Linked DNA regions of Macaca mulatta: all the other regions are linked to region 2. Evidence: chromatin contacts called from public Hi-C data. All regions are on one chromosome and are shown on one strand. Each heading gives the region's core, a stretch centred on a gene start, on an enhancer-like site or on the middle of the called end of the contact. The rest is flanking DNA. Distances are from core to core; before and after follow the strand shown. Region 1 overlaps BCAS1 (brain enriched myelin associated protein 1). Region 2 overlaps ZNF217 (zinc finger protein 217). Region 3 overlaps LOC144332193 (a long non-coding RNA gene).

Evidence for each region. Hi-C and Micro-C count contacts between places; a contact is called where the count stands out from the background.
Region 1: a Hi-C map of CD4 T cells shows a contact between it and region 2, with 4 times the contacts expected there. The contact joins two enhancer-like sites. A contact is called at or near these places in 8 of 14 Hi-C or Micro-C datasets (CD4 T cells, blood, cortical neurons and 4 more).
Region 3: a Hi-C map of fetal cortex germinal zone shows a contact between it and region 2, with 4 times the contacts expected there. The contact joins two enhancer-like sites. A contact is called at or near these places in 9 of 14 Hi-C or Micro-C datasets (CD4 T cells, blood, cortical neurons and 5 more).

Annotation. Positions count from the first base shown.
Region 1 is chr10:106,776,030-106,778,729 of T2T-MMU8v2.0, forward strand. All of the region lies in intron 9 of BCAS1 (brain enriched myelin associated protein 1), which reads right to left. Among named protein-coding and RNA genes, the nearest start is that of BCAS1, 120 kb to the right of the region's middle. Within about 2 kb of position 1,447, at least 12 of the 40 cell types and tissues checked have an H3K27ac peak or open chromatin away from gene starts, as enhancers often do. A contact at or near this core is called in CD4 T cells, where this site is marked.
Region 2 is chr10:106,411,953-106,414,652 of T2T-MMU8v2.0, forward strand. The region is part of intron 3 of ZNF217 (zinc finger protein 217); the gene reads right to left. Among named protein-coding and RNA genes, the nearest start is that of ZNF217, 29 kb to the right of the region's middle. Within about 2 kb of position 1,374, at least 7 of the 40 cell types and tissues checked have an H3K27ac peak or open chromatin away from gene starts, as enhancers often do. A contact at or near this core is called in CD4 T cells, where this site is marked.
Region 3 is chr10:106,754,007-106,756,706 of T2T-MMU8v2.0, forward strand. It overlaps LOC144332193 (a long non-coding RNA gene), which reads left to right. Exons shown (of 3, transcript XR_013400056.1): 3 at 909-2,700. Among named protein-coding and RNA genes, the nearest start is that of BCAS1, 140 kb to the right of the region's middle. Within about 2 kb of position 1,360, at least 5 of the 40 cell types and tissues checked have an H3K27ac peak or open chromatin away from gene starts, as enhancers often do.

The DNA of each region.
Region 1 (2,700 bases), core at 197-2,696, 360 kb after region 2:
CATCTTCATGCTAACCCTGTGATGTCAGCACCATTCACTTCATTAATCCGGTATTTGAAACTCAGCAAGGTGACAGGTCCAAGCTCATGCAGCCACTAGAAGAGAGCTGGGTTTAAGTCCAGGAACAAGCTTCTTGCAAGTGTCTAGAGCCTGGTCTCAGGCTGGCCATGGGTGGCACCCATCCATCCTGCCTCTGTTTGCCCAGCATGCCTTGCCGTGGGTCCTGGTTCACGCAGGCTCCACCCTGCCCAGTCAGCTCACCTCTATGAAAGCTTACTTCCCTGAGGTTTCCATCCTTTAGGTTCCATGAGCTTGACCTTGGGGCTTGATGGGCTAAACAGCAAACTCAGATGGCCAAGTGGCTGCCACGGGCCTGAACTTTGCATATAGATGAACTTGTACAAGCATTTTCTTCATTTATTTTAAAAAATTAGATGCTGGCATTTAAAAATTAGGTATTTTCTCATAAAAATTCCCCACTTTTGTTATTTTCTCTTGAATAAATGGACAGGTCCTGCCACAATGGGTCTGCAGTTCCCCAAGGTAACATGTGGCTGGTGTTGGCACCCCCTTTAGGTGGGCACCAGCCCTTCAGGTTGCCACAGACCACACCTAACTCACTGGCCTCATACACGTGCCCTTCTGGCCTCACTGAGACTCCACCTTGGAAGTCAGAGACTTAAATCCAACCCTTTTCCTGCCTCGTATACCAGGACTACACTTCACAGTTCACAAGGCCAAACCAGACCCATTCTCTTACCTGTTCTATCTCCAGCCCAGTGAGGTGGACAGTGATTATTATTCACCCTGTTTTACAGATGCAGAAACTGAGGCTCCAAGATGACCTAGTCCTTGGTCTCAGGCTCCTTGGAGTGACTGTGCTGACTGTCACAAGCCTCGGTTCAGCCCACACCAGTGTGGACAGACGTATTCCCCTTTCAAACCTCCCTCTGTTCATCTGCTAAACCTGCCTGCAGATTGCACTGCACAGAATCTAGCAGTTCAGCGGCCCAAGAAAATGGGAAAGGGGAAGGCCGGGAAAGGGGCCATCAAAAAAGTGGTGCTTAGGGGAAGGGAGAAATCCAGTCTTCCACCAATCAGAATAGTTTCACTTTTATCATATGTGTCTGTGTGTGCATATATGCATATATCTGTACACACACACACACACACACACACAGAGGTTTTGTGACATTTTCTTTTGTAAACAAAAAAAGTCCCTTCGCTCAAAAAGAAAGGAAAATGTTTGCAAACAGTTGGACTTCGTGAATTCCAAGGGCTTCCTTCCAGTTCTTTCCAGATTTTTGAAAACCAAGTGGGTTGCTCTCAGTTAGAACTCAAGCAGCATGATGGAGAAGGAGGAAAAGAGGACCTGACTAATGAGGACGTCACTGTGAGACAAAGATCACGCAGGGATCGGCCTGTGGTGTGTCTCATTTCCTGTGGGTGACAGGCACCACTAGAGTTCTGTGGGCGGTGACAGATTTGGCTGCCAGCGTTCCCCTCCCAGGAAGGCAGTCGGGCAACCCTGGGGAATGTGTCCAGCTTGAAAGTCTTTGAGGCTTGGTCTTTGGACAGTGGCAGGGAAGCCCCCCTCCATCCTCCATCATTGCTGAAGGCCTTGTGACACTGGGACAGTGCAGGACTTGGGGTCTAGGGCACCTGAGCTGAATGCTGACTCTGTCTCTGAGAACTTGTGGAATGTTCAGGAAAAGACCAGCTTCTTGGAGGCCTGGCTTATGTGTCTGGGAGGTGTGGCAGAAGCAGTCCCACCCTGCAGGGATGCTGCCATCCTAAAGAGATGAGGTCTGTAAAGGAGTGTGGTCCCAGAGGAGGGACTCGGTGTCTAGAACTGTAATTAGTGTCTCAAACCTGTCCACTTCTTGTCTCTTCCTCAGGAATCACCAGGCCAGTCTCCATCAGCTCTCCCAGGAAACATGACCTGTATTAACTAGCTCCTAATGACCTTCAACAGCCATTCTCCAGCACAGCAGCAAAATAAAATCTTTGAATGTTATCAACAGGGGCCAAGACTTCTTACTTAATATCTGTGAGTAGCTTCCCTGCTCAGGTAGGATTATGTCCCCATTCCGTGCACAGCCTGTACAGCCTGCACGAGCAGGTCCCAGCCCACGGCTCCAATCTTACTTCCACCATTCTTCCCCCACCCTACCTCTCCACCCGCAGCAACCAGGGCCTCGTTTCTCTTCCTGAAATGTACTAAGCTCACTAAGCTCATTCCCACCCCCACGCCTCTGCCAGGGCTGTCCCCTCCTCCTGGAAGAATGAACGTTGCTCTCTTCCTGTCTGGCACCTTTAACCCTTCCTGTCTCATCTCAGACATATCTCCTCAGAGACAATTTTGGGATCCACCAATTAAAAGTAGCACACCCCGCCCCCCACACACACTCAGGCAAAAGTAGCACACACCTCCCATCCATACTTAGGTAAACTCTATCGCGGGACCTTGTTTATTTCCCTCAGTGATCTCCCAGACCTACAATTTTGTTGGCAAATTTTGCCTTTAATTTTGTAACTTTAACTTTGTAGTTTTAATAAGTTTAACTTTGTTTTTTAACTTATCTATTAATACTTTTTAGCTCCATGCTTCCCCTTAGAATATGAACCCGTGATGTCAGGGACCCCATCCCCTTTGTTTGCTGAATGTACCTCCAGTGCCTAGTTCAAGGCTTGGAACAT
Region 2 (2,700 bases), core at 124-2,623:
TAGCTGAAGTACGGGAATAAGGCATGCTGACTTAAATGTTCTTGACAAACATTTTTGGAAAGCATGAAAAAATTCTTTAATATAATATCGGGTTAGAAAAGGCTAGACACACACCAAATGCTGTTTTGAGGTTGTCTGAAGTTTCAGAGTGTTGTAACGTGGTTTTGTTTTTTTTTTTCTGGGTACAGCAGAGTACACTATTAAAGATTCAGTTCTTTGTTTGCCTTAATCACAAAAAAGATCATTTAATAGACCGAACTGCCCGGACAGCTTCCGGTTCTCAGTATCTCTGTGAGCAGGCAGGATCTGGCAAACTGAAGGTGGACACACATACTGGGGGGAAAAATGATCTTCTTCAGAATCATTTAGAAAAATGAGCCAATTACAAACCACCAACCACCATGGGAAAAATAAGCCGTTTAAGGGTAAGATTAAACAAGTGACCACTAGAGGGCAGCAAGCACAACTTAATCTTCAACAGAAAAGAAAGTTTGGCATCGGGCAAGCACCTAGGAAAGTTTGTCAAAATTTAGCAAAGTTTTGGAAAGCAGGCTGTATTGTCCACAAACACTCATGTGGGCGAAACAGATCTGACGAATGAAAACCTGTGCCTAAATGACACAGTGTTTGGCTTCAGTCTCTGCAGGACAATAGGACAATGTGTCTCACGTGCATCAGTGAAGTCCACTCGAAGGAGGACAGAACTTCAGACACACACCGGCCCTCCAAAAGACTGAGAGGTGCCGCCGTTAAAATACCACCCCCAACACACATGAATGTTTAACTTTTAAATAAATGTCCCCTTACTGTAGATCATATGACTATCCACCTGTAAGACAGACACACCCTTGATCTATAGTCTAAAGAAAGACTTAAAAAAATTTACCTGATCTTCTTAAATCTTAAAAAAAGCCAGGTTGATAGTACAATATGATAAATCTAGACTACTAAGATAATATAAGTTTAGGAAAATCAATTCCCCAAAAACAGAATGGCCAGCTTTTTTTTCTTACAAGCATACCCAAACTAGCTGGGTTTATAACTGGGTGTTCTTGCAATTTCCGACTCCCAACTATGTGTCAGGATTTATGGTATGTTGCGTCATATCCAAAAAGCTATGAAATGCCTTTTCTTTAGAACAAAGGACGTGACATTTCCACATCTACCTGATTCCTGCTCTTTCAAGCATCACCTCTGACTTTACAGTTATATTTTTTAAAGGACTGTGATCTTTTTACAAATAGGCTGTTCAAATTGTCCTTGGGAGGTGGAAGACAAGGGTCAATGAACCATTTTGCAAACAGGGAAACAGTGGCAAAGAAAGGTTAAGCAACTCATAATTAGTCACAAAACAATGCAGTGGTAGAACGAGAACTCAGTGCCAAGCTGTGGTGCTTCCACCCACAGCCAGGCATTCGGTCCTGCCTGATGATCTAGCCCATGTTTTCCACACCACCCACCAGTAACCGGTCTTTTCATTTCTTTCAGGGCACTGGGGCATCTCACAAGGCCCCTTCAACAGTACCGGCACTAGCAGAAACCACTTCGCTAACTGGAGTCTGTGTTTAAAGCCTCTTTTTATGATGCCAGTAAGACATCAGATTTGTAGTATGCTAAGTGCTAGGTTTCCTGTGTCCCAGGAAACTCAAAAACATTCTAAAGATGTGATACACAGACTACAGTTCTCATGTCAATCACATGATCAAAAAAGGAACTGGCACTGCCTGAAGAGCAGGTGAAGGACGAGTCTGATCAACTGTGTGGGCAAATTCACCGTGGGTCTCATATACACAGTTCTCCAAAGAATTCACACACACAGCCAAGTTACACTGAGAGGAGGAGGAACTTGTTTGAACCGAGGACCACTTTAATAAAGGCTTCCCCAAGACCAATTCATGTTCTCATCATTCACTTGTCAATTATGGCCTGCCCATCAGGGGTCTTTTCCAACTGTTTGAAGCAGCAGGATCCTCTATTCAAACAAAATATTAAACTCTGATAGGAGAAGCTCTGGCTACAATGAGGATGGGCACAACTCCAAACACAGGTGGAATCCTCTGCCCTAGATAACGCCCACCAAGGTTCAGGAATATTATGTGAGCATGCCTTCAGTGATCGCCTTCTGTTTCTATAAATGCTGTTAGTACACTGAAAATTTTGCTGAGCAAATGAGCTTTCTTAAAAATGTCTTGGTGTGCCCACATTCCTTGTATTTTATGACAAATCATTTGGGTTCTTGAAGTACCTATTAATGGATACCAGCTTGCCAGACAGAATGGATAGGGTTTCGGACAGCACCAAATGGCTGCCCAAGTAATATTCCTGGCTCTAGTTGATCATCACTCCCAGTACCTCTTATGACCACTGGAAATTCACTACAGATAAGATCAGGAACACCAGAAAACCTTACGTGAAGGCTAGGGTCTCTCAATGATGAAACTATTGATACTTGGGACCAGATAATTCTTTGATGATGGGGCTGTCCTGTGCATTGTACCATACTGAGCAGTGTCCCTGGCCTCTGCCCACTGGATGCCAGTAGGCACACAAGCACACGTGCATGCACACACCCCCACACACAGTATAACAACCAAAATGCCTCCAGACATTGCCAGATACTGACTGGGAGCAAATCATCCCAGTTAAGAAGCAGTGCATTTGGACTGGATGCACAAGTTATTTAAAAAAAAAAAAAAAAAA
Region 3 (2,700 bases), core at 110-2,609, 340 kb after region 2:
GTTGAGTTGTAGATTCCACGTTCTTTTTTTTTTTTTTTTTTTTTTTGAGACGGAGTCTCGCTGTGTCTCCCAGGCTGGAGTGCAGTGGCGCGATCTCGGCTCACTGCAAGCTCCGCCCCCTGGGTTCACGCCATTCTCCCGACTCAGCCTCCCAAGTAGCTGGGACTACAGGCGCCCGCTACCACGCCCGGCTAATTTTTTTGTATTTTTAGTAGAGACGGGGTTTCACCATGTTAGCCAGGATAGTCTCGATCTCCTGACCTCGTGATCCACCCGCCTCGGCCTCCCAAAGTGCTGGGATTACAGGCTTGAGCCACCGCGCCCGGCCCGATTCCACGTTCTTAACCAAGACTTCAAGCATATCACACAAGGGTCTGCAACTCAATTATGCACGTGGCAGCTCCCATAGTATTTTCTCGACATCTGGCCTTTGGAGTGGCTCCCTTCCATTACACTGGGGTGTTCTGCGCTTTTCTTAATTTATCACTCCCCTAAATATTTACTCACAGGCAATACTCGATCAGGCACTGAATAAATCAATCAATTCCCCTCTCATAAAAGAGGCCAGGAGGCCAGGCTGGTGGCTCACACCTGTAATCCCAGCACTTTGGGAGGCCGAGGCGGGCGGATCATGAGGTCAGGAGATCGAGACCATCCTGGCTAACACTGTGAAACCCCGTCTCTACTAAAAATACAAAAAATTAGCCGGGAGTCGTGGCAGGCACCTGTAGTCCCAGCTATCAGGAGGCTGAGGCAGGAGAACGGTGTGAACCCGGGAGGCGGAGCTTGCAGTGAGCGGAGATCGGCCACTGCACTCCAGCCTGGGTGACAGAGCGAGAGTCTGTCTCAAAAAAAAAAAAAAAAAAAAAAAGGCCAGGGATAATGTTGTTCACTTTCTTTTCTTTCAGAAGTGTCTGTCAGTTTCCTGAAATTTTCACAGAATTTTTCCTGCATGCCCACCACTCCAAGTTTCAACAGACAAGGCTAACTCAGTTCACTAGACAAGCAAGCACTTAAACTGAGAAGGCAGTGATAAACACAGGAAGTTATTTCACCCTGGGAATATTCCGGAAACCAACTTTGAATAATTGCTTCATGTTCAGTTGGACACAAGTTCACTCCCAGGTTGACTCACGTATGTAAATGCTCTGACTACCGTCTGACTGCATCGTACACACACCCCTACCTTTCCAAAATGCTAACTACGCAGCATAAATCAGCCACTCCTGATTCAGAGCCCTGAGTCCTTCGTCATCAACCTGGGCTCCTGCCTTTGTCTCCTACCCTCATCCAGTCCAACAGCAAACCCCACCCTCTCCATCTCCCAAATAGATCCAGAATCTGGTCACTCTTCACCATCCTGCAGCAGCACCTCGGTCAAATTCCAGTCATCGCTGAGCTGCACGACAGCAACAGCCTCCAAACTCCTCTCCCCGTTTCCTCCATTGGAAGGCTTGGAGCTGATCTGACTTAAATTTTAAAAGACTCATTCTGGCCGCTGTGTGGAGGGCACACTGGAAGCTCACCTCTTTCTCTGGACCAATTTCTATCTGCTTTTTTCCTTCACATCTAAAATAGGTGCTCCCCAAGGATTTGGCTCCTGATCATATATATATGTATATTTGTAATGGAGTCTCACTCTGTCACCTAGGCTGGAGTGCAGCGATCTCGGTTCACTGTAACCTGTGCCTCCCGGGTTCAAGTGATTCTCCTGCCTCAGCCGTCTGAGTAGCTGGGACTACAGGCGTGCACCACCACGCCCGGCTAATTTTTGTATTTTTAGTAGAGATGGGGTTTTGCCATGTTGGCCAGGCTGGTTTTGAACGCCTGACCTCAGGTAATCCACCTGCCTCGGCCTCCCAAAGTGCTAGGATTACAGGCGTGAGCCACTGTGCCTGGCCACTGATCCAATATTTTATAAAGCCTGTGAAGAGGATGACTAATTCGTGGAATCACAGGTTTTAATAAGTTCAGGGGTACTGGACTCAGCAACTTGCAACTGGTTATTTACTGCAGGGATTCTCAGAGCCTTTAATATCCGCACGTGTTCCGGGGTTCCTCAAGAGAAAGACAACAGCGGGTGTTTTCAAACCATGCTGTTGTCTCAGATTCCTCCAGGGCTTGCTCCCTTTGTCCTTCAGGTTCATGCTCCATGTCACCTCCTCAGAGAAGCTGTCGCTGGCTATCCATCACATCCTGTCCCCTTTCCCTGATTTAGTATTTTGGTATATGTAGCATTTATCAACATTAATAAAACTATATCTCTTTTTTCCTATTAATTACTATTATTTTTGCTTATGTAACCTCTTGAATTACCTTTGCTCATTGGTTTCTGCTAGGAAACCAATGAGCAAATGGATTCTGGAGTCAGTAACCCAGAATCTATTAATATAACCTTCAGGAGTGTACACGACGAAGTTATATTCTGTCCTGCTTAGCCTTCAGTGGTCACACGTTTTTTGTTTTCTGTTAGACAAAACAAAACACCCAAAAACGTGTGACCACTGAAGGTCAAACGTGTGACCCTGCTCTGTTACCCAGGCTGGAGTGTAGTGGTGCCATCTCAGTTCCCTGCAACCTCCGCCTCCCAGTCTCAAGCAATCCTACCATCTCAGCCTCCTGAGTAGCTGGGACTAAAGGCACACACCACCATGCCCAGCTAATTTTTTTTGTATTTTTTTTTTTTGTAGACAGAGTTTT